Linked DNA regions of Anser cygnoides: region 2 is linked to region 1. Evidence: chromatin contacts called from public Hi-C data. All regions are on one chromosome and are shown on one strand. The core of a region is the stretch at or near the end of the contact, and the rest is flanking DNA. Distances in the headings are between cores, read along the strand shown.

The links. A called contact is a pair of places that touch in the nucleus more often than the background predicts.
Region 2: a Hi-C map of liver shows a contact between it and region 1, with 1.6 times the contacts expected there. The contact joins the enhancer-like site here to the promoter of CDC25A in region 1. A contact is called at or near these places in 2 of 7 Hi-C or Micro-C datasets (granulosa cells and liver).

Annotation. Positions count from the first base shown.
Region 1 is chr2:854,121-859,393 of Taihu_goose_T2T_genome, reverse strand. It overlaps CDC25A (cell division cycle 25A), which reads right to left and starts at 3,392. Exons shown (of 16, transcript XM_048053360.2): 1 at 3,146-3,392; 2 at 248-333. The coding sequence starts at 3,297.
Region 2 is chr2:1,276,352-1,281,774 of Taihu_goose_T2T_genome, reverse strand. It overlaps SCAP (SREBF chaperone), which reads right to left. Exons shown (of 24, transcript XM_066991038.1): 12 at 2,484-2,582; 13 at 1,813-2,031; 14 at 680-1,113; 15 at 1-93. Among named protein-coding and RNA genes, the nearest start is that of PTPN23, 25 kb to the left of the region's middle. Within about 2 kb of position 3,869, at least 1 of the 3 cell types and tissues checked has open chromatin away from gene starts, as enhancers often do. A contact at or near this core is called in liver, where this site is marked.

The sequences.
Region 1 (5,273 bases), core at 2,143-4,642:
GCCAGAACCAGTTTTTCCTCCATGCTAGCTCTACTGCTAACGTGCTCCGGGACAATTAAAAAACCCACAACCCAAAACAGGGACGGCAGGAGCTTCGCTGAGGGACGGAGATGTGCCTGCCTTCCACGAGCTTGAGGATGAGAAGCGGCTACAGGGAGCGCTAGCTCTGTATCCTAACCCTGAAAGCAGAGTGAAGATGCAGTGCCCTTCGTTCCTTACCCACTTTTATCCCCCGAGAACACCCCACCTGAGTCTGTTGACTCTGATGACACCGTTCGCTGCAGACCGCTGGTATTCCTGTTTCCCGGATCTTGTTCAGCGCTTCCGTGCTGACTGTAAAAGAAGTTCAGGGTTCATTTTAAATGTTCGTGAAGTGAGGACTACAGCAGAAGAGGACGTGAAGGCAGCTATACAGCACAGGGAAGCATACCCGGAAACATTTACTGCCGGCCAAGTACAAGGACTCCTGCTTAGCAATCCTGCAGACTTCCGTGCGCTCTGCGCTGCTGAACACACGGGCAATGCCACCACCAGATCACTGCACCCACAAACATGCTCAGTGCCTTCAGGGACCTCAGTTTCAGTATTTATTTTTTTTTTTAAATATAAATGTGTAGCATTGATGACGTTAGAAATGAGGCTTACAAACGAGAAAGATGAGGGGTGGCTGGAGAAGGGGGCGTGCAGAGGAAATAACGCACAAACCACGAGGGCTTTCCAAAACTACGCTTTAGAGTCCCTCGTGATCTTGTACCTTCACAAATGAAGGTTCTAACATAACAAAACGACACCTTGCAATAAAACTTTAGGACTAAAACCACTTTAAACGTGGAGTAGGACACCGGTGCCTGGAGTCCTGCCAGCATCTCCCATACGATTCTCAAGAAAAACCTTTATCAGAGCCCAGTTATCTTCCTTGGGACTGCAACCCTCTCTGGCAGCCACTGATTTAATGATTGCTTTGCATCCAGAAATGAGCTTGAGTTAGACAACTCTTTTTTTTTTTTAACTAGTTAGGTCTCAAGTTTCGGCTGATCACCTAAGATCCTCCCTGCCCACGGGACCATCAGATCAGCGTGTGGGTGAAGGGTCTCGAGGCACCCAGAGCCCAAAGGAGCTGCAGCGGGCGCAGGTACGAGAGCTGCGCTGGCAGCACCCCTCTCCTTCCCGACAGCCCGACCCCCGCAGGCACACGCTTCCTTCACACGTGGGCAGGGGTCACAGCAGCTTCGTTACAGGAGATGCACATCGTGCACAGGGATACCCCGCGTTATCTGAATTACGGGAGGAGTTTCTGCGGGGCGGCTTCTCCTCTCACACCAGGTAATTCGAAAGGTGCGCCAGGGCACAAAGTCAAAAGGACAGAACAATGAACGTGGAGGGGGCTGGCGTGAGTTGCTCACAGGAATCCCAGGAATCTGAAGGAAGGGAGAATCATCAAGAAGGCAGATTACAGAAACGAAAGCGATATAAAGCCAAAAAGCAAAGGGCGAATCGCAGGAGGACCGCGCAGGAGGCCAGAGCAAGGCCGGAGCTGTAGGAGAGACGAACCGCAGAGCTGGGAAAGAGGAAAACGTGCAGCCTTGGAGCCAAGCACAGGGAAGGGCTCGGGGGCGAGGCAGATGCCCAGAGATAGGAGAAGATGGTGGCACGTGGTGAGCCACCAGGGGAGGAGGAACACGGCCCAGCAGGCAACAGGAGCCCCAGCACGTGTGGGCAGGGGAGCAGGGCCCGAGCAGGAGGGAGAAAAGGGCGGCAGAGAAGGGGGAACGCGGCGGGAGGAGGAGCGCCAGGGGGGGCTCCGGGCTGCAGGGGAGGGGAGGGGAGGGGAAGGGAAGGGAGGGGAAGGGAGCTCTGTGGGGCAGGGAGGGCATCGGGCACCTGGCGAGGAGGGGGAAGGGAGTCCTGGGGGCCTCGGTTTGGGGGCAGCACGGGAAAAGCTGCTGGGGGGGGGGGTTGGTATGAGCTCAAGGCCTTGCGTTTTGGGGGTGGAAGAGGCCCTCGAGGCTGCAGTTGGGGGGGGGGGGAAGAGTTCCTCAAGGCTGCAGTTGGGGTGGGGGGGGGAGATGAGGCTCTTGAGGGTGCAGTTTGGGGGGGGGAAAGGAGGAAGATGAGGCCCTCAAGACTGCAGTTTGGGCGGGGGGGGGAGAGAGGAGGAAGAGGAGACCCTCGAGGCTGCAGCTGGGGGGGGGAGGAAGAAGAGTTCCTCAAGGCTGCAGTTGGGAAGGTGGGGGGAGATGAGGCCCTCGAGGCTGCAGTTGGGGGTACAGGAAGAAGGGATCCTCAAGGCTGCAGCTGGGGGTAAGGAAAAAGAGGAGGCCCTCGAGGCTGTAATTTGGGAGGGGGGGGGGAGGAAGAAGAGGACCTCGAGGCTGCAGCTGGGGAGAGGAGGAGGGGGAAGAAGAGACCCTCGAGGCTGCAGTTGGGGGTGGAAGGAAGAGGAGGCCCTCGAGGATGTAATTTGGGGGGGGGGGAGAGGAAGAAGAGGCCCTCAAGGCTGCAGTTGGGGGAGGGAGAAAGACGAGAAGGCCCTCGAGGCTGCAGTTTCGGGGGGGGGGGGGGGGGGGGGGTGGAAGGAAAATGAGGAGTTCCTCAAGACTGCAGTTGGGGGGGGGAGGAAGAGGAGTTCCTCAAGGCTGCAGTTGGGAAGGGGGGGAGATGAGGCCCTCGAGGCTGCAGTTTGCAGGGGGGAAGGAGGAAGAGGAGGCCCTCGAGGCTGCAGTTGAGAAGGGGGGGGCAGAGGAAGAAGAGTTCCTCAAGGCTGCAGTTGGGAAGGGGGGGGGAGAAGAGGCCCTCGAGGCTGCAGTTTTCGGGGGGTGGGAGGAAAACGAGGAGGCCCTCGAGGCTGCAGTTGGGGGGGGGGGCAGGTAGCTGAGGCCCTCGAGGCCCTGTTTCCGCAGGGGGGGGAAGGGCAGAGGCGCCCCCCGGGGCCCTGCCGGAGCAGAGGGGACGGGACCCCCCGGGCCTGGCCTCACGCCTGGGGAGAGGGGAGCGGGCGGAGGCCTCGCTCCGGGGGGGAGAGGAGAGGGAAGGAGAGGAGGGGAGCGGAGCCCCCGGCCCTGCTCTGAGGGGAGCGGAGCCCCCAGGCCTCGCTGAGGGCCGGGGACGGGCCCCGGGGGGGGGGGGGGGGGGTGGGGGGACTGACCAGGCCGAGCCGCGTCCCAGCTGCTCCATGGTCAGGCGGAGGTCGGAGACCGGCGAGAGCTCGGCGGGGAACAGCGCCTTGACGGCGGCGGGGGAGGCCGGCGAGAGCAGCAGGAGGCGGCGGCGGTAGGAGCCTCCCGGTGCGGCCTCCATCGTTCCCCCCGGCCTCCTGTCAGCGCCGCCGCCCGCCCCGAAGCTGGCGCCAAAGCTCCCGCCGCCAATCGCAAGGCCGCTCTGCGCGGCGCCGCGAGGGGGGCGGATTTTATAGCCGGGTCGCCCCACCCACCGCCCGCTCGCCGGCCAATCGAAGCGGTCGGAGGGTCAACCTCCCGGCTGGTTGACAGCTCTTCTGCCCAATAAGAGAGGGGTGTAATGGGGGACTGCACTTCCCAGCATGCCACCGCGAGGCGGGCGGCGCGCTCACTGGTTGCCCGCCTCGCTGTGGCATGCTGGGAAATGTAGTCCTCTGCCTCGGCGAGGCGCCGCTTTGCCTCCCCGTCGGAGGCTGTCTCCCTGCGGCCCTCCCCCCCCCCCCACAGGGCTCGAGGGGGAGGGGATAAAATGGGGGAAGATGAGGAGAAAGGGCACAAAATGGGCAAAAAAACGGGGCCTCGGGGAGCCGAGGGGCCCGGCCCGTGCCATTTCTGCCCGAACGAGGTCCCTGACGGCGATAAACAAGCGGTGTCCCCAGGGAGGCAGCCGCAGCTCCGGCGAGGCGCTGAGCGCCGGCGTCCAGCCAAGCACCGCCGCGGTCGATAAAGAAATGGAGATGTCTGTCACAGGCAGCACGCCTGGAAGCTTCCAGAGCCCCATTACCTGCAAAGAGCAGGCGGCCCACCGCGAACGTCAGGGCACGTCCCGGCAGCACCCTGAGCAGAGCCCTGAAGGCGCCTCTGGGCTCCGTCTGTCACCACGGGCAGCGGGCACGGGGCTGAGCCCTCACCCCCAGCAGCACGGGGCCCCCCTTTGTCTCTCTCGTTTCCCGGCCGTTTCGCTGCCCTGAGAAACGCCAGGCGCGCTCAGCGCTGGGTTCCCAGGGACACAGTGCCTGCAGAGCTAATTGCTGCTTCGTGCTCGGCCTGCCTGGCGGTTCCCCGGCCCTTGCGGGGAACGGACAGGTCTCCGGGGAGGAAAGGCAGTGCGGCTCTCTTGCCGTCTCCCTGCGGCGGGCTGTGGTGTTTAGCAAGGCTCCGCTGCTCGCCTGCGAAATGGATGCGTGCCCAGCCCTTCAGAGGACACGGCGCCGTTCCCTGCCCCGGTAATGTCAGCCCCGTCTCCGGCCCTTGGTGGTGGAGGAGGGTGGAGGCAGCAATGGCTGCACATGGTCCCGTTTCGCAGGTTGAAAAACAGGGAAACAGTGAGGCAGGCCCCGCATTGCCTCCTTGTGTAAGGAGCCGCAGAGCTCTGCTGCTGACCTGAGTCCCCGGGATGTGCTGTGCCGGAGCTCCCGGTGGTGCTCGGCAGTCTCCGGCCGCAGAGCGGGTGGGTCCGATATCATCAGCCCCGACACGTGTAGGAATGGGCCTGGCTGGGGGATCCCCTGGCTCCAGGGCACCACACATCCCTCTGCCTGGGCACTGCCACCCCCAGTTCGGGGTGCTCTCGGTTCCTTGATTAGACACCACAGCATTCGCTCCCTCCTGTCCCTCCCCCACCGCCCAGGATCTCACAGATCGTCTCACAGCCCCGCCACCACCTCTCTTGCAGCCTGAAGGAAGCTGAGGCTGTGCCCTCACTGCAGCTCTCTGCTGGGCCCTGAACATTTATTTTTTTTGGGGGGGGGGTTAACACTTTTTGATGTTTTACGTGGGCAGTTGCCAGCACTATTAGCAGCTCTGTGTCTCCACCCCGAGTTCCTGGGTGTGGGGTGACTGTCACAGCGCTGCCCCCACCACACAAATCCAGAGCCATGCAGCGCTGTCAGAGACCGGCATCAGCACCCAAAGCTTCCCTGCCCCTCTGCTATTTCTCACCCTCTTAATCTTATCTCCCTGTCTCTGCAGGGACAGGTGGACATTGTCACTGGGAGATCTGGCCAGTATAGCAGCATGTTCCCCATGGCCATGCCGACCGAGTCCTTCCTCCGCACGGGCACCACGGCCACCCCCGCAGCCCAGTTGTCCCATCCC
Region 2 (5,423 bases), core at 2,620-5,119, 420 kb before region 1:
TAGCGGTTGGCCTCCTGGGGGTGCCGCACTTCTAAGGCCTCTTGTGGGTTCAGGTACAGCGTGACCGGGATGGCTGGAAGGATGCTGATGTATCTGAAGGGACGGAGATAAGAACAGTTTAGGAACAGCAAACACAGAAAGACAAAAACCCCAAACTCAGCTCGCCTTCTCACCAGCAGCCAGGACAGGCTGCCAGCAGTGGAGCTACTGATGAGCTCGGATGGGTCACACTGATTTAAGTAAAGATAAAACGATCCGGTCTGGCTTCCTGTACACTGTAGGTCGGAAGATATCACCAAGAAGTTTGTTCAGCTCACGTGTCTCTATTCCTCACACGTACCATCCCCATCACGTACAGACAATCATACATGTCATTGGAGCGTGTCACCTCCAAAAAATACAACCTAGGATGAGGGTAACAAGCGAGGAATACACCCGAGAACACAAAAAAGAAACACAGCCCTTCTTCTTAGAGGAGCAGTCCAGCACAGTTTGGTGCCTCTGCACCCCAGGAGAGCCTGCTTTAATGGGTTGCTCCTCAAGACCCTTCTGGAGTAAGCCGCGTGGAGCACAAATTATCGAACTCGGGAGGATGAAGGGCAGAAAAAAAGACAAACGCTTGGACTCAATCCCACGGGGAATTCAAAGTGCCTGGGGTCCTCGGTGCCGGCCCGCTTACCTTTTGGCCAGGGTGATATTGTAATAGCTGAAGAGGGATGGCCAGTGTCTGAAGGAAAGCTTCCTCCAGATCTCTTCATCCTCCGCTCCCCAGGTAACCTCTGCCTCAGTCCCAAGCTCCGTCTGTCCGTTCCCTTTGCCCTCCGGTCCTTGGGCCCAACTGTGCTGGTTCGTCTCCAGCCTGCTCAGGGAATCCAACCCTGACTTCTGCTCCCGCTGCTGCGTCTGGTTTTCCGACAGCTGCATAGGGTCCGCCGGGAAGACCGAGAGATCGATCTTGGGGTCGCCAGCAGGCAGGACCCCTCCAGGAACAGGCATGGGAGGCAGACCCGCTTCACCCAAGGGGCTCTGTTCGGTGACCTGCGAGGTGAGGTAGGTGCGGAGACCAGCAGGGTCCGTATAGACCAGGATTCCGATCCAGATCACTGTCCCGGCCTACACGAGGAGACAAACCCATTTAGTGCTCGGCCTTTTGCTCGCTGCCCCCACCCCCTCGCCGGCTGGCTGAGCTGATCAGCAGCACCCCAGCGAGGGGAGCACCCTGCCCTCGGCTAGGGTCCTGCTCCAGGCAGATCCTTATCCTTCACGGTGACCGGGAGAGGCTGCACGGCGCGCCCAAAACCTGAGCACCACTTTGTGAGCTCCCCGACCCAGCCTGATGGTGGTGACTGCACTACCATCTACGGGGGACAAGCAGGGGCAGGAACTGGTGTCACTATTACAGTTACACTTGCAAAAGGGAAAGAATTAGTCTCTCATGCAGAGAAATATCTCCGTGCATTCCTTCCATATTGCCTGCAGGGACAAATATGACTTCTGCTCTGTAAATACCTTCTCTTTCCACTCGTACAGTCCTTGAAAATCTGCTTATACAGAGGTATCTGAGAGCAAATAGCAGAAAATTGCCTGCTACCTCCTAAACATCAAGCAGACAGCAAAGCCCTGCAGCTAATGTATGCAGAGGGATGTTCTGAGGGAAGTACTTCTTGTATTATTTACCGTGGGGGGGTGTAAGCCTCGCAGGGGAACAAGGATGTGTGAAAATGTCAAGCTTTTTTTTGATTTTTTTTTCCCCTGGAAGCCTGTTTGGGTTGGGCCAGCGGGACCCGAGAGAGCAAACACCACGGCGCCTACCATGATGAGCCTCTGGGCCAGCCGCGTCCTGGCGAAGAAGTAGATGACCCGCAGCCTCTTGGGGAGGCGCAGGTTCCTGAAGGACGAGGGCTGCAGGGTGATGGTGTGGGGGGTGGCGGGCCGCAGGGCTGGCTGCCGCTCGTAGCGCTGGGAGCGGCTGACGGCCTTGGCGGGGGGCAGGCAGGCTTCTGCCGGCAGCCGCTTGTTCAGGTCCGCAAGCTGCCGGGAGAGAAGCAGGCGTCAGAGAATCAGAGGAAGACGAGGTTGGAAAGGCCCTACAGGATCATCTGGTCCTCCGTTATCTGCTCTCATCTGCTCTTTTATGCGTGCTAAGTCTCAGCTCCCACCTTCGCATCTGAGCCAGAAGGGCCCAGCTTCCCTCTGGTGTCCCCTTCTGCACCCAGCTGTGTTTGTGACCCCGTCTCCTTCCAACCACGTCTGTGACCACGTCCCCTTCCAGCCCACTGACCCACAACCTCCGCGTTTCTGTACCTGAGGGTCCCCCATCCCTGCATGTGTGTAACCAACAAGTCCCATCCCAGAGCATTTTTACAGCTCGCTCCTTTTTTTTTCAGAGGGTGGAAATCCCAGGGCGTGCTTCCCTCAGTCCCTCCATGCTCGCAGAGCAGGGCGAGCCAAGGCACGAGGCCGCGTCCCCAGCCCGTCCTTACCTCCATGCGGCGAATGTCAATGGAGAGCACGGTCGTGAAGAAGAACATCTGCAGGAAGAAGTCGGACACCAGGCCGACCACAGCGAAGAGGCAGAACTCCTGCAGGCAGCACACACACACACACAGATTAGCTACGGCAGCTCAGGGACAGGGGTGAATATCTCCAGTCCAGGAAAAGGGCAGCTCAGCACCCTCCTGCCCGGAGTGAGCGTATTTCACTGACTGGTCCTGTTATCAGGGCTTTGGAATAGTTGAAAGCTTGGTGTTAAAACAGTCCGCGTGAGAACTCAAGAGCACGTTTATTCATATTCACACTTTTTGTTCTTCTTAGCCACAAAACATCAAAGCACCCCAGGAAAAAACAGCAGAGGGTGCTGTCCCTGTTCCCAAAGCCGTGGCGGGGCTGCCACCAGAGCTCTCAGCCCCCTGCCTGCGTGTGCAAATCGCACGCCCAAAGAGCCCCCAGCAGTGCCGGTTTCCTTCCCTTCACCAATAAACCTCCCCCGATAGGAAACTCCTCCAGGAGCAGGGGGAGCCCAGGGACTGGGCACAGCCAGTCCTCCTCCCACCGAAGACCACCGAAGCCTCTGTACCCCCCCTGTGCTCACGACTAGTAGCTGCAGCCGTCCCCCAGGGCTCCAGCTAAACCACGGCTGTTTAAATCACACCCTTGGCTAGTGCTTATTTAGTGTTTATTTTTATATATATAGGAAATTTTCAGGCCCCTGGAAGAAAAGCTCCGTGCCCAGCCTCTGAACACCAAGCACACGAGGAGCAGCGTTGGTAAGATGGATCCCGAGCTCCCTGCCATGCTCCGCTTCCCCAGCAGGTGCCACTGCAGAAATGAGGATGACAAGAGGAGCACAACAAGTGAGCCCAGCACCAGGGACGCCCCTCGGAGGTACACATTGCTGCCAGGACCCGTCAGGGCCCAAAAAAGATGCAGTAACACGGGGAGATCGAGCAAACCGAAAGCAGGCACAGGCAGCAACCTCGGGCTAAAGGCGAGATCAAAGAGTCCGGCCCTCGCTTGCAGAACAGCCCTGGCAAATCCCCGCTGGGCCCAGCTGTGGCAACCACACTACATGCGCCCACATCCACCTCAGAGGAAGGAGAGGGGCCCTCAAGATTCATTTCTGTCCCCCTGCAGCCTATGCCTACCCCAGCTTCTCGCCTGTGACAGCAGGAGAGGCTATCCGAAACCTCGGAACGAACCTTGAAGCCTCCCCAGCCTGCCCAAACTGTTTTTTAAACACAAGCAGTCAGCTGCCTGCTATCTGAAAATCAGCACGCTATGAGATGAGATAAACCACTAGGTCAGCTGCCCGCCCCTCCCCAAACCTCCCGGCAAAACCAGCACAAGGCTCTGATTTCGGCTCAATCCCTTCCTCGGCATTTGACGGGAGGTTTGGGGAGCAAACACGACATCCCGAAACATTCTGGGGATGAAAACACAGCACGGGTTCCTCTCTAAAAGCAGAAAAACAGAGGGAAAGCAACGCCCAGCTGGATTTCACCCAGATCTCAGCAAAAGCCTCCACAAATGGCAAGCTCTGCCATAATTAATTCCGCCGATACCTCCACTTATTCCACTTAGGATGAGAGCTATCTGAAACTACTAGCCCTGGAAATCCGACATCTTCTTATACTTGGGTTCTGCACACCCTACAGCACAACCCGAACCAATTTCGGTGATTGCCTCTCGGCGGGTGAGCTCCAGAACAAGGTGGGGGCCAGGAGGTGGGGAATGCAGGACGGGCACCCAGGACACATCCCTGCAGCGTCCTGGGACCACCAGGGCCACAAGTGCAAGGAGAAGGGGGGTCTCTGCCCCCCTGTAATGAAAGGTTCCACGGTAGCTCACAATTAGAAGGCATTTACGGTGTACGCCCAATTCTCACCTGAAGCTGAACTCTATTTAAGAAGGAGAACCTCAGAAAACAGAGAATTCCCTTCTGCTAAATGAGCTGCACTGCTGTGGGGTGGCTGAGGAAGGTGCCAGGACCTCACAGCCCTTGGGCAAGTGACATCCTTCGACAACGAAACGCCTCCCTCTCCTGCTGCTCCCCGTACGGGCAGGATGGGTGCCTCTGCTCCCTCTGACAGGCTGGAGCAAGGTCCCTGCCGGATTTACGCTGCCCGTCCCTCTCTTCACGACGCCTCCGAGGCTGCAACACGAGCACAGCGTTATCTGCGCAGCGCCCTTCGCCCCCAGGGACACGCAGATAAGGGGCACGCTCCCGGCTCCAGCAGACAGCATCCCCGTGAGATTCCTGCTCTGGAGAAAGCAAGCATCCTAGGAGGGACAGGATCACACGCAGAGCAAAGAAGGGATGTCATCACAAGCCTTACAACGCTGTAAGACCCAGGAATACATTCATAAAGGCAACACGCGGGTGTGGGGAAGTGCTGCTCTTCCCACGGCTCCTCTTCCAGGAAGAGGAGCTAAAAGACCCTATGCATGAGCCCAATTTAGACCCAAAGGATGGATCATGCTGGTTTTTGACCCGAGCAATCTCTGCAATCAGCTTCAAATAAAAAAATTAGGACACGACACGTGGCCGGGTGTAGCCTGGGGAATTCTGCTCTAGCTCCTCTCTTGCTGTCCTTCTCTTGGCCACTGAGAGCCAGGCTCAGGAGCCGCTAAATTCAGCCCGCAATGCTCCAGTTCAACCTGAACGGTTAATCTTCTTAGATTATAATTCACTTTAATCTGCAGTCTGTCTCCTGGTGGCTCCCCAATGTCAAAGCGAGGACACGCACAGCCCGCGTGCGGCCGGCAGTGGCCTTCAGCTGTGCAGATGCTCCGGTGCTCCTGCCTTGCTGACTGCACCTGCTAAAATCTTTGCTAGGGATTTGCAGAGATAACAGGCTGACTCCTCCCTGAGCTCCGGCTGCAGCCTTACAGCAGTGGTGCTGAGGATTTGCCCAGGCACGAGC